Regions from separate parts of the Hordeum vulgare genome. Here region 1 is linked to region 2. The links are chromatin contacts, called in public Hi-C maps. All regions are on one chromosome and are shown on one strand. Each heading gives the region's core, a stretch centred on a gene start, on an enhancer-like site or on the middle of the called end of the contact. The rest is flanking DNA. Distances are from core to core; before and after follow the strand shown.

What was found. A called contact is a pair of places that touch in the nucleus more often than the background predicts.
Region 1: a contact with region 2 is called in a Hi-C map of leaf, with 5 times the contacts expected there. The contact joins two enhancer-like sites. A contact is called at or near these places in 2 of 6 Hi-C or Micro-C datasets (both in leaf).

What each region holds. Positions count from the first base shown.
Region 1 is chr6H:431,440,419-431,446,714 of MorexV3_pseudomolecules_assembly, forward strand. No RefSeq gene overlaps it. Among protein-coding and RNA genes, the nearest start is that of LOC123405567, 170 kb to the left of the region's middle. Within about 2 kb of position 3,558, at least 3 of the 3 cell types and tissues checked have open chromatin away from gene starts, as enhancers often do. A contact at or near this core is called in leaf, where this site is marked.
Region 2 is chr6H:431,070,887-431,076,702 of MorexV3_pseudomolecules_assembly, forward strand. No RefSeq gene overlaps it. Among protein-coding and RNA genes, the nearest start is that of LOC123403857, 170 kb to the left of the region's middle. Within about 2 kb of position 3,470, at least 3 of the 3 cell types and tissues checked have open chromatin away from gene starts, as enhancers often do. A contact at or near this core is called in leaf, where this site is marked.

The DNA.
Region 1 (6,296 bases), core at 2,308-4,807, 370 kb after region 2:
GGTCATGATACCTCGAAAGAAGGGGTGGGGAGGCAAGGAGAAGCCCCTGAACACATGGCTGAGCAGTAGAACGCGCTACCCCTCCTTCGGCGCCGGCTCCGTCTCTCCTTCCGGCAGCCGCCAGGACTTGTTGACGATCATGCCATGCTCCACCAACTCCAGCAAGTCGTCCTCCGTCACCGAGGAGGGGAGGAAATCCCCCTGGATCCAACCCGCCGGCAGCGCCTGCTGCCGCCGCTGGGTAGGAGCCGCCCCCATCTTCTTCTTCTTCTGCGACTCAAGTTTGCTGGTCTGCCCCTTCGTCATGGCGAAGGCGACGGATCCGCAGAGGAGGAGGGGCAGGAGGAAGCTTGGGGCGTGCAGAGAGCTGCGGGAGGAGCGGGATTAATGCGAGGAAGATGAGCAGCGCAACAGAGAATCCCGCCGGAGAGGCTTAAATAAGCTTCCGACTGGGTCACTAACAGGTGGACCCGAAATCTTATCTCCCCAACCGGCTGCTGCGATGTTAGTGGAGAAGATAAAGGCGCGGTAATCGAGGCGGCAAAACCTACTCGATGGCAATGTCGTCATCCCCGCTGAGCGCGCGGCAACCGAAATTTGAGGATCCCGGAAAATCCGGCGCTGTCAGTTTGACCAGTCACGTTGAAAGATTCCGCGGAAGCACTCGGTCTCTGACGGTTCGTTTCACCGATACCTTCACTCGGATCACTGGTTGAAAGGACAAAATGGATCGAGGCAAACAACGCCAAAGTCACCTCCATACCAGTCGGATCCATACTCCGGACATCACTTCATCGTTCCAACCCCGATCCATTCGGGGACTAATGATGGGGTTATAGTCCCAGGATAGGGTCATAGGCCTGCCCTATAGGTCCTACCCAAGGACTACCCTTCATAGAGGACGAGGCCCTTGGACAGTTCCGACTGAACTAAGGACTCCCCCATCATCCAGTCGGTGACGAGCACTCGGAGCATATTTAACGTACCGACTGGATTCCACTCTGTACATCGTAACCTCCCAGGAGGGCAATGGTCATACGTTTTCATACACCATTATTAACATTTAAGGCTTACGTTACCTGTAACGTAGGCATTTATTCGCCACTCTTCCACCCCTGTCCACCAGGCCATTATGAAGGGTAGCGCACTCTATATAAGCCGCCCTTCCCCACTGGTGCGGGGGATGGCTTTTACTGTAATCCTATATTCCACTCGACACTAAGCTCCCAAGAGCACTGAGACGTAGGGCTTTTACCTCCACCGTAGAGGGGCCTGAACTCATACATCCTCGCCGTAGCTAAGGCTCTGCCTATCCTTTCGTACCCTACACTTCTACTGTCAGACTTATACCCACGACAGCAGCCCTAGAGACTCGACCAGGACAGCAGATGCTCGACGCGGTGATAGCGGCGAGGAATGCGGTAAGCACGGGACACAGCGAGAAACCAAGGCACTGGTGGTCAGACATGTGGTCAGACAAATTGTGAAGAGGGTGCTGAAGCAGTGTTGACGAGTACCAGATTGAAGTTGGTGACTGGGTCTATCGGTGCTAGTTGATGGACAAGGGTTGACCATGGAGAATCTGAGAAAGTGGCGGAAAATCTGAAATTGTTAAAAGCGGAGAGAGTACATGGCCGTATAATTTGTGGTGTTTTGTGCACATGGAAAAGTGTGTATGACAAGTACATAAGGAGGCGGAGTGCTATAGCAGTGGGACATGTCAGAGACTATCCGGGAAAAGGGTGAGATAACTGCGAATTAGACTCGGGGTGACACAAGGCGACGGTGAAATTCCTTCAAGTTTCATACGGACGGTCAAGAAAGAGCAAGGATGTTGAGCTCAGGTAACTCTTATATGTGGCGTCCAATATATGAGGTGTTCATTTTCACGCATGTCAGATATTAGTGTGTGATGGCGTTGAATGGATACTCCGGAAGTTGGAAGCACAAAGTAGAGTAATACGGAACTTAAATTTGCTCGAGGGTTGACTGTGAAGAAGACGAGAAGGGACTACAGTTGCACGTGGAGTCACATGGAGTCTGGGAATAGCAGTGGTGTTCAGGGCATATCTCAAGTCCAATGTACATGGAAGTTTGACGCATGGATGAACTCAAGATGGTGGAGAATATTCGCCAAGGTGGATTTTGTTAGAGTTGTGTCGAATATTATTGTACAAGGTAGGTTATAGTTGGACTCTGAGTAGTATTGTGTTTAGACAAGATATGGAGTCGTGTCCTGATAGGACACTTGTATCCTAGGCCTCTCATATATAGCGGGGATAGACACACGATGTAACTGATGCCAACATAATAGCACAGGTACGCGGGGGGAGCCGGCGACGTGTGGCGGTGCCCGGACGGCCGGGATGCGGTATTGTGACGGTGTCACGGGGAGGAGCGCCCGTAGTCAGGCCCCGGGGATGTAGCCATATTGGTGAACCTCGTTAACAAATCTCGGTGTCGTGCTCGTGTGATTGCTTGGTACTCGGTAGATCGACGGATTGCCTCGGATTATTGTAACAGATCCGTTTTCTTTTTGCCCACGTACATACACCATTTCTAAAGAAAAATCAAGGTAGGGTCTTTTCCTACTGTTTTCTTGTTACAAAAAATTGGCATGTTTGTCAACCTCGCATAAGCTAAACTTGTCATAGAAATATTCTGATTGCCATGTTTAAAATCTGAACGCTCGTGACTTATCATTTATCAAAGAAAGGCCAAAAGAATGCAGTGACATACGTCTTGTAAATTGGCTGCGGGGATCGTCGAGGGAATATAAAGTGGACCCTTCTCTTCCGACTGAAAGGTTTGGTACAATGATGAGATGCGGCATGGACACTGGGAATTATTTGTTCACACAGTCGAAGCGTGTCGTGTAGGTCGGTCGATCGAAACCGTGCTCTAGCTGGAACGGAACTCATGGAGAGTGCAACAAGGTACATGAAACGTGGAGAACAGGGAAAATATTTTATTTATTTCGAAAGACAGGAGAGTGGAAAAGTTAGTCAGTTTGTCCTCCTGATGGTAAGTGTCCCAAGAAAGAGACCATGAAAATTCTTGTGCTAGATATACATGTTGGTGCCTATCTAGGCGATGACTGCTAGCCGCTGCGCTGATGATGGCAGTTTCTGCCACATCCTAATCGACATCGACTCTTGAGGTTGAGGGTGACTTCATAGGCCAAGACAACTCCAAGTTGCCTATGTCATAATGTCAACGTCTTGAGATATATAAGTTGACATACATACCATTTCTACCCAAAAAAAGAAACAGGATTTCAGCACGTTTCAGCCATTCTACAGCTCCTGTAATCATCTGTCCAGGAAATAGTATGAAGATTCGTAAATATCCCGAGGGAGCAGATTTCCCTGTTGATTAGTCATAGTTTGGACCGCGTACAGATACAGTACTATACGCAGTAGATGCGACACCCAACAGACCTGCACTAGCAGCTAACGCAAGAGGTCGAAAGGGAATCACATCACACGGGACGGGAGCAGCAGCATGGCCTGGTCCCTCGTGAAAAGTGTTGGCAATCTGGCGTGAGGGCACTGAGCGGAGTGACGTCCGTGACGCGGGTAGCCTTTGGAGGTTTGCATGGCTTCACGTCCAAGCCAGCTAGCAAGGTCTCTCAGAGAGGAACTGGAGGTTCTCATTCCCTCGTTATTCCCTCTCATATTCTTCGTCCCGTATATCAACCTTGGTAGAGGCGTACGCTCGATGGATGTAGTCGTCATCTCGATCGCAAAATGAGAGGCTTCATAGACGGGACCATCGTCGTGTACTAGAGCTATAGAGTAGGGAGGTCTCATGCCTCTCAGAGCCCATCATCTGATGAGTGCAAGGACTCGAGAAACGTCGGCCGGTGTTAGATTCAGGCCACGCCGTGAGCTGAAAGTGCACCGCTTAAGCGGAACTCCGTAGTACCGTCAGTGGCGTGCACGCCAGTAAACTGGAAATATATCGAAAATCAGAGGTTACTTTGCCTTGGAATCTGGATAGAGATATGTAAGTATTATGTAGTAGCACTGAAAGAGAAGAATTTCCCCAGTTCAGCGTACACAGTCAACAAGTAAGCTCCACATTTCCACGTCGAAAGAAGGCAACAAAACTCCGGAGAGAATCTCAACTCAGAGCCGTACAGGGCGCGGGGCCCGGTCACGAGTAAGAGAACACGGCACCCTATATGTGCATATTCCCTTGCAACCACCGCCTCGATCCCACGGTCTCTCATGCATCTCACCAGTCACCACCCGGTAAAATCCAAACGAGGCCGCATAATTGAGCTGCATAAAACCAAGCGACCAAATTCCCTCCTCACACGGGAACGTGACTGCCCCCATGCCGTCTCGTGTGCTCTCGATCGCGCGTCCTACATGGTGGAGATCTGCGTGCCCGGCCATGGATACTGGAGTCCAGTCTGAAATAAAAAACCTCCCCAAGGCAACGCCGGGAATGTTTTCTGGGGTTAGTGAATCGGATCAGGGAGGAGCGTTAGTTTCTTAGTCGATGGAATCATCACCTCCATTGGATGCATATTGTCAAAAGGTCTGAAGTAAATTTTAAAAAAAAATGCAGGCATCAATGTGAAATCTAAAATTTGAGCCCTGCTAAGTTAAATTAAAGATACTGCTCTCCTACTGACCATCCGACCATGCATACGAGAATGGGTCACAGTGTCACCTTGATCGCAATTCCCTCACCTAATGCATGTTAATCCTTATGTATATATCATTGTGATACTGTTTCCTTTTGGTCGTAGCGTCTGTCTCGTTGCTGAGGATTACCTGTAGAAAATTTTCTTTCTCACAAAGTGGCCTTTGTTTAGGGTTGATGTCGATTATAAAAGCTGGGACAGCGAAGCATCCGACTTAAAAAGGTTTGCTCCACAGACATGGTTTGACTAGGCGCATACGTAGATAGTAGTATGTCACACTAATCATTGTGATTGTCCGCTTAAAAAAGTCACTCCATGAGATTTGACTCGTGCATGCCAAATCCATCGGTCTAGCTAGCTAGCTACGTAGGGACATGAAAAGATTGAAACGTATGTCACCAGGGAAAATACAGGGTGCTCGCACAGTAAGATGACGATTTTCTAACATGGTGGGCCTGCTACTGCGCTCTTGTCATTTCAACAATCGATGGTTCCTGGTCGATTCCTGGGGAAAAAAACAAGAGTCGGAACTTTCTTGGATCATGCATGAAAATTCGTAGGAGAATGAACAATAATCAACGCAAAGCAGAATATGACTCTGTCAAACTGTTTTTTTTTCTTGTGGGCAGACTCTGTCAAATTGTTGAACTAGCAACGACATGGTCTTGTGAAATAGGATCAACATAAACAGCCAAAATTTGCCAACCAAACGTTGCCGAACTTATCCCTACGTAGCGAGTATGCATCTTAATCACAGTATTAAAAACCAGACTGGTGACCGAACCAGGGAGGTCGCCGGTTCACCATTTCACTGTCTTATTTTATAGACAAAAGATATATTTCATATACCAGTATACTAGTAATAGCATGTATTCCCTTCGTAAACTAATATAAGAGCATTTAGAACACTATTTTAGTAATCTAAATACTCTTATATTAGTTTACAGAGGGAGTAAAATATTTCATGCTCACGGCACATTGTCGGTGCATGCAGGAGGAAATAGACTTCGGCACCCCAAAATTCGGAATGTATTTCTATTTTTGTGTAAAGGTGTGCTTGTAAGGATCTATGATGCTTAATTACGACAATAAGCCATTTCGCCATAGTATATTTTTTGTGGATTTCTATATTTTTAATAGCAACATAGGAAGGGCGAGGTGGTTATTGGACCAAACTTGAGGCTTTTGGCCCAGTAGGCTTAGTTTAGTTTAGTATTACACTATTTGTTGTTTTACTCGCTCGGTAGATTTTCAGCCCAATATCTGTTTTATACTGTCTTCCTTTTTATTGTTTTAAGAACAAAATTTCAGCTGCATAAATAATAATAAGCGTTATGTATGCAACTTGCTTAGAAAAATGTGTAGAATATGAATATGCCTTTTGCATTCATGTTTGCATTATATAAAATGTCACATTTCATTAAATTGCATTAATACATTAATTACTTGCCTGATTAATAACTATTTCATCTAGCTTATTTTAATATGTTTAAATATTCCATCTTGATAATATTAATACAAAGATCATTAATATGTCATATTCATGCACGGTTGCATCAAATAAAACCGGAATTAGGCTTAGTCAGTAATTAACCTTTCCTTAATGGAGTAACTCGGAAATGCTTTAATTTCCCACTTC
Region 2 (5,816 bases), core at 2,220-4,719:
TGGGTTATTTTCACGAATCTATGGCATAGTCCTTCACGGTGGGTTGCTCTGCAAATTCTCCGGCCAGATGCATTTCAGCAGTGTAATGTCGGCCGCAAGGCCGGACGTGTTCGCCCTCGGCAGTGTCAGTTATTGCACAATGTCAGCGGCATGCCGCATAGGCCAGGGTTGTGGGCGTGCCAATCTGCACTAGGGAGGAGAGGTCAGAGAACGAGTTTAGAGAGCTACCATTTCCTGCTAAAACCTGTCGTCGTTGATGACAATGTCAACCTTGCGGTCCAAGGAGGACCTTCAGGTCAAGGTGTGAGATGTGTGTGCGTTTTCTGGGAATTGACACTGTGGACAAGATCAGGTGGACTATAGCTCACATGTAACTACCCTTATCTTGGTTGATATTTTCCACCGCAAAATTAATGACAACAAGCAAGAAAGTGATTTTGATGTGAAAACAAATAGAAGGAAACATCTTATATATTAGAAGGACAAGATGCTATATGTAGCAACATATGTGTTTAGGAGTTTCCAAAAAATTAGAGTGGAATTTGCTTTCATAAAATTAGACTGAAAATATGTACTTATACATGTTTAGAGTTTGCACCACCATTGTTCCCCCAAGTGCCTTCACTTTGTAACCTGTGTGTATTGATTTACATATAACATGTTTTTTTATCTGATCAAACACATACCCTTTCTTTAATAAACTAATGGTTATTATTCATGTGAAATAAAATCAAATTTAATTATAGCATTGACTTCATAAATTTTTTCTGTTGTTTCCTGAAGATGGACCTCATTTGCAGCTTACTGAATCCGATGAAAATGGAGTTACTTCGGCAGAGCTACAATGTTGTGGCTGTTTGAGATTCATATGGTTTAAGGAGGACCAGTGAGGAGGAGAAGGATTCTGAGTTGTAAGTAGCAACACTCAATCGTGACCCCCTTCCCTCTCTTCTTGTGGATGTGTAATTATATTACCTTTTCAGAAATTAAAGAGTTCTTGACATTACCCTACGGGCTGGTGGCTTGGCGACAAACTGGACAAGAAGATTGATCTGAAACAAGATAGCGCAGTTGAAGACTTACAAGGATGCATATATTGCTATCTGCCTTTACTGCTAGAAAAATTGTGCAAAACATGTAGTAGCAAGCGGTAATAGAAGAACATGTAGTAGCAATCTAAAAGTACTACTGAATAGGTAGTAGCAACCTAAGATAAAAACTGCAGAACAAGCCAAAGCAACCACTACAGTACATACCAAGCAGTAGCAAGCAGTATAGTACAGACCACAGCAAGCGAAAAACTGTAGCAAATATATTACTGAACATGGCTTTCTCCCTGGGAAAGAAAAGTAAAAAAGAGAAATCATCTAAAAGATCAAGACACTTTGGTGAGGGTGTAGGATTGACTTCATTATAATTAGTTCAGCCACATGCGTAAGCACTCTAGCCTGGGTCTGTATGTCCAATCCTGAGCAACCTGATATAGCCATAATTTTACTGTGTGGTTGGCAATTGCATCTTCGGTATCAATCGAGTATATTTAAGAACTTACAACAATGAAAGATTAGTTTCTGAATACTAGCATGCTAAGTTTATACTAGCAGTAGCTTTGTTTGTTTTTCGGGTAAGACCCTTGATTTTGCTTATCGTTGTCAAGATATTTACCAAGTGAAGCGTCGTGTGTCGTGGCTTCCCAAGGTTTTGATCACCTTTGTTTTTGCTAGAAAAAATTGAGGTGAACCTAAAGTGGTTGTTCCTCTCCTTTCCATGCATTATCCGTTGGTCCTGTGATCGCGTACATAGAAATAATACATGAATTCAACACAGTCAAGTATACTTCTCACTTTGGATAGAAAATTCATGAATCCTGGTTATTCTTTACGTACAAATAATCCATTTGCTTCCAATGATATTCTACATTAACTTATATAAAAATAATCCATTTGCTTCCAATGATACTCCACAGTAAATTATATGCAGAGAGAGATAGAAAAAACGTGTAAGAAGTTGTTGTTAAATGACCAATCCCAAATGCTGTATGCTTTTTTTAGATAAAGAAAACAACAACGGTGATGGGTTTGAGTAGCTTTAGTTAATACTAGCAAAAGGACCCGTGCTTTGCAACGGAAGAAAAACAATTATAATCTCCAATAATGCCGATCATATCATGTCTTAAAATTTTAGGACATTTCTTCAAATGCATGAACATTTTTTGGATCAACAAACATTTTTTTCAATTGCACTCAAAAAATAACACACAAACTTTTTTTCAAAATCATGGACTTTTATTATTTTCACCAACATTGTTCTCAAAATTATGAACATTTTTCTGAATATGCGAATATTTTTACAAAAATCCTGAGCATTTTTTGAATTCACAAACATTTTATATTTTCTTCAAACTTTTATTTCAAATTTCCCAGTTTTATAAATTGCATAAGTTTTTCAAAGTTCAAAATTATTTAAACTAAAAAATGGGACAGAAAAATGAAAATAAAAAATGAGACTAAAAACAGAGGCACGAACTGTGTTTAAGATTTTTACACGGACTTTTGTTTAAAATCGTTGACTTTTTTATTTTATGGACATTTTCTCAAAGTTTAAACATTTTTTATATGCATTTTTTTTCAAAACTCCTGAGTAGTTTTTGAATTCTCAAATAAAATATGTTTTTTTGAATATTTTATTTCGAAATTCTCAGTTTCTTAAAATTGGAAAAAGTTGTTTGAAGTTCTAAATTATTTAAAGTAGAAAAACAAAATGGAACTGAAAAGAAAAATAAAAAAACTAAACTAAAAAAACAGGCGCCCATGCATGGGTCGGCCCAAACAGGTGTGCTGCATCTTTTTCCAACGCCCAGAGCGTAATATAGGAGGTGCCTAACCGGCCCAGTCTAGAAATTTTCCTGTTTGAAACGTTTTTTATGACTTATAGGTGGCATTGGTGGGTAATTTTAATCAATTTTAAGGGCAATTTGTATGACGTACGGAAAAAACACTATTTGTTTTATTAGTAGGTAAGATTCTTAATTTTTGTTGTATGTACCATGAAGAATTTTAAATTACTCTCCTTTTCAGTTGGATCTGCTTTTTCCCCTTGAATTAAGAAGTTTGAATAGCGTCTTCCTCAACCTCTATATCACTACCACCCCTTCTCTTACTCTAAATAAAATACAGATGTATAACAAGGGCGCGGCCGCACGCCGCGACTTCTGCCTACTAGTTACTAATGAAGTTACTCGCATTATGGACCGTCTCAGTGAATCCCCACAGCATAGTGGTGCGTGCTATGAACGTCCCGGCCTGGGTCTGCCTCAGAAGTCAGAACGAATGTCTCGCCCCAATGCATGTCGCCCGTGATTCTCAGAAAAAAAAAAGCATGTCGCCCGTGGACGTGGACAGAGATGGACTGGACTTGGCTGTCCGTAGCTCCGCCCGTGGGCTGAGCGTGCTGGACCCCTACGTACGGTCTTGCTGGTCCTGGCATGGCATGGTCCTTCGCTGCTCCTGCCGCCTGCCTCCGTACTGTCGCCCAGGTGCTTCACGTTCATCGCTCGCTCGTATCTGCTGTGGACTGTGTTGCCCTAATCACTTCCCGGACACATAGTTGCCGCCGCAACGGGACACCAGGAAAATGGCCATCTTTCTGAGAGTCATATACTCCCATGTGAACGGGAAATGGCTGGCTCTTAAAGAAAGGAAGGCGAGCAGTGGCTAAAATGGCTAAGGCGTGTCGAGCGACTGATACATAGAGATAGAGCTATAGCATGTCGAGCTCATCAACGAGCAGCACACGCAGCATGGAGTATTAGCCTTCCATGTCATCTCTAGATCAACCAGAACGACAGCAGATAGCGGTTGGTCTTTCTCTGTTTTTGCGTTTTTACTCAGGCCTTTTTCTAACTAGAAAAAATCATAGATTTTTGGGTCTGGTTTTCTTTTATTAGTCTCGGCATCTCTTTTCTTCCTTTTTTTTAGATGATCTCTCTTGGAGAACGTCGTCATGGTGACCGACCTTACTGAAGCTCAAATTTTTTGAAAAATTCAAAATTTAATTGTTTTGATATAAAAATATCTGAAAAAATAGTACAAGTAAACCAGGATGCTATATGTATGTGGCGTAAATTTTTAAAATGAAATACCTTAAAATACGATATGTACAAAAAGATAAATTCATAGACTGAAAGAATGAATAGTAATCATGTTACAAAGCCCCAGAATTTTTCCCACGACCCTTATCTCAACGTATTTTTCCTTGAAAATTACACATGTTTGTTATGCCTTCACGCAATCTGTATTTTTTCAGAATGTTTTAAAACGTAAAAATATGAATTTTAATGAAATTTGTATTTTGAATTCGAAGGCCTCCTCGAGGCCGAGCTCAAAAAGCAACCCCCTGACTCTTGATTAGAGCATATACAGTCAGACCTCGCAAATGACCTTTCATACGCCTGCGGACGCGTTCAGTCAGTGATTGGACAGGAGAAAAAAGAAAAAAAAGTGATCCAACCGGACCACTCATATCGTCTTTATATGTCCGAACTGTCCGCGAACCCTTGTATCCATCTCAAATATGAGGAGGATATGAAGGTGGATGTACAGGATGACCAGGGTGAGCAGCAGCCCACCCTAAAATTTTGAGACAGCCAACAAACTTATACATTTAAATTGGGCCAAAAAAATATACCCAACCCAATATACAGACCCCCTAAGCTACGACGAACGCATCCAACCGCTCACACCTATTCACCCTCGCGCAGTCTCGCGCCCGACCCCGCCCCTGACGCACTGCTGACGCGCCCAGCACACAGCCGCATCGCCGTTCCTCGCCGCCAGTCGCGCCTGCGCCGCCATCCCGCCTCTCCTCACAGTCTCCCACCCGCCTGCCCCTGCTCTAGCCGAAGCCTCCCTGCATGCGCCCCTGCTCCGTTGCTCGGCCACACCCCTGTCGCTGGTCGGCCTGCTGTCTGCTGGCGCTCCTTCCCTCGCGGCCTCGCTTCGTGCTGCAAATCTGGCCAAAAGCAAAGGATTTGGAGGTATCGAAAAGCACAAATTTTCTGATTTAGTGTTTGTGCTTTTGAACTATGCTATTCACAAGACCACAACATGAAGAACATATACATAATTCTGAAAATCATTTAGGTCAAGAAACTCTGAGGATAGGGAAGAAAAAGAAGGCGATGAATATGTCGGATGTGGTCGAAGAGCAAACTGAACAATTTGTATGTACGCGAATTGCGATTGAAGAGCAAATTAAAGAGCCAGCATTGTCTATGTCAAATGTGAACATGAGCAAATTGAACATCCGTCACCCTCATAACAACTGATTCATGATTTTAGTCATCTTGTCAAAAAAAAAATGAAGGAGGCCGACCACCCTAATGTGAAAAGCTAGCTCCGTCATTGTACACCCAAACGCGTTCAGTCAGTCCGTCACATAGGACGCTATCTCATCTGCATCATTTTTTTATTAGATCTTTTCTTTCTATCTTTTTTTTCAATCAATCACTTGCAAATAAATGGACATATGAAAAAAAATGATTGTATGATGGACAAATAGAAAATACATCCGGTATAAAATAAAACCCGTGCATTCGCGTTTTTGATCGACACCAAAGGCCCGTGTGGTGAGAGACGAGATGGGTCGCGCATGTGCGTGTGGCATGCGTGCATTCGCGTTTTTGGTCCGACAGCCGCGTACAGTTATGCCACTGTAGCCTTCGCTGGATAATAGTAGCAGGCTTGCAGCTTTGCATATACGCTCGAGATTTTTCCATAGTATCTCTCTATGTCGCGTCCACGTGCCTCTGCTGCTAC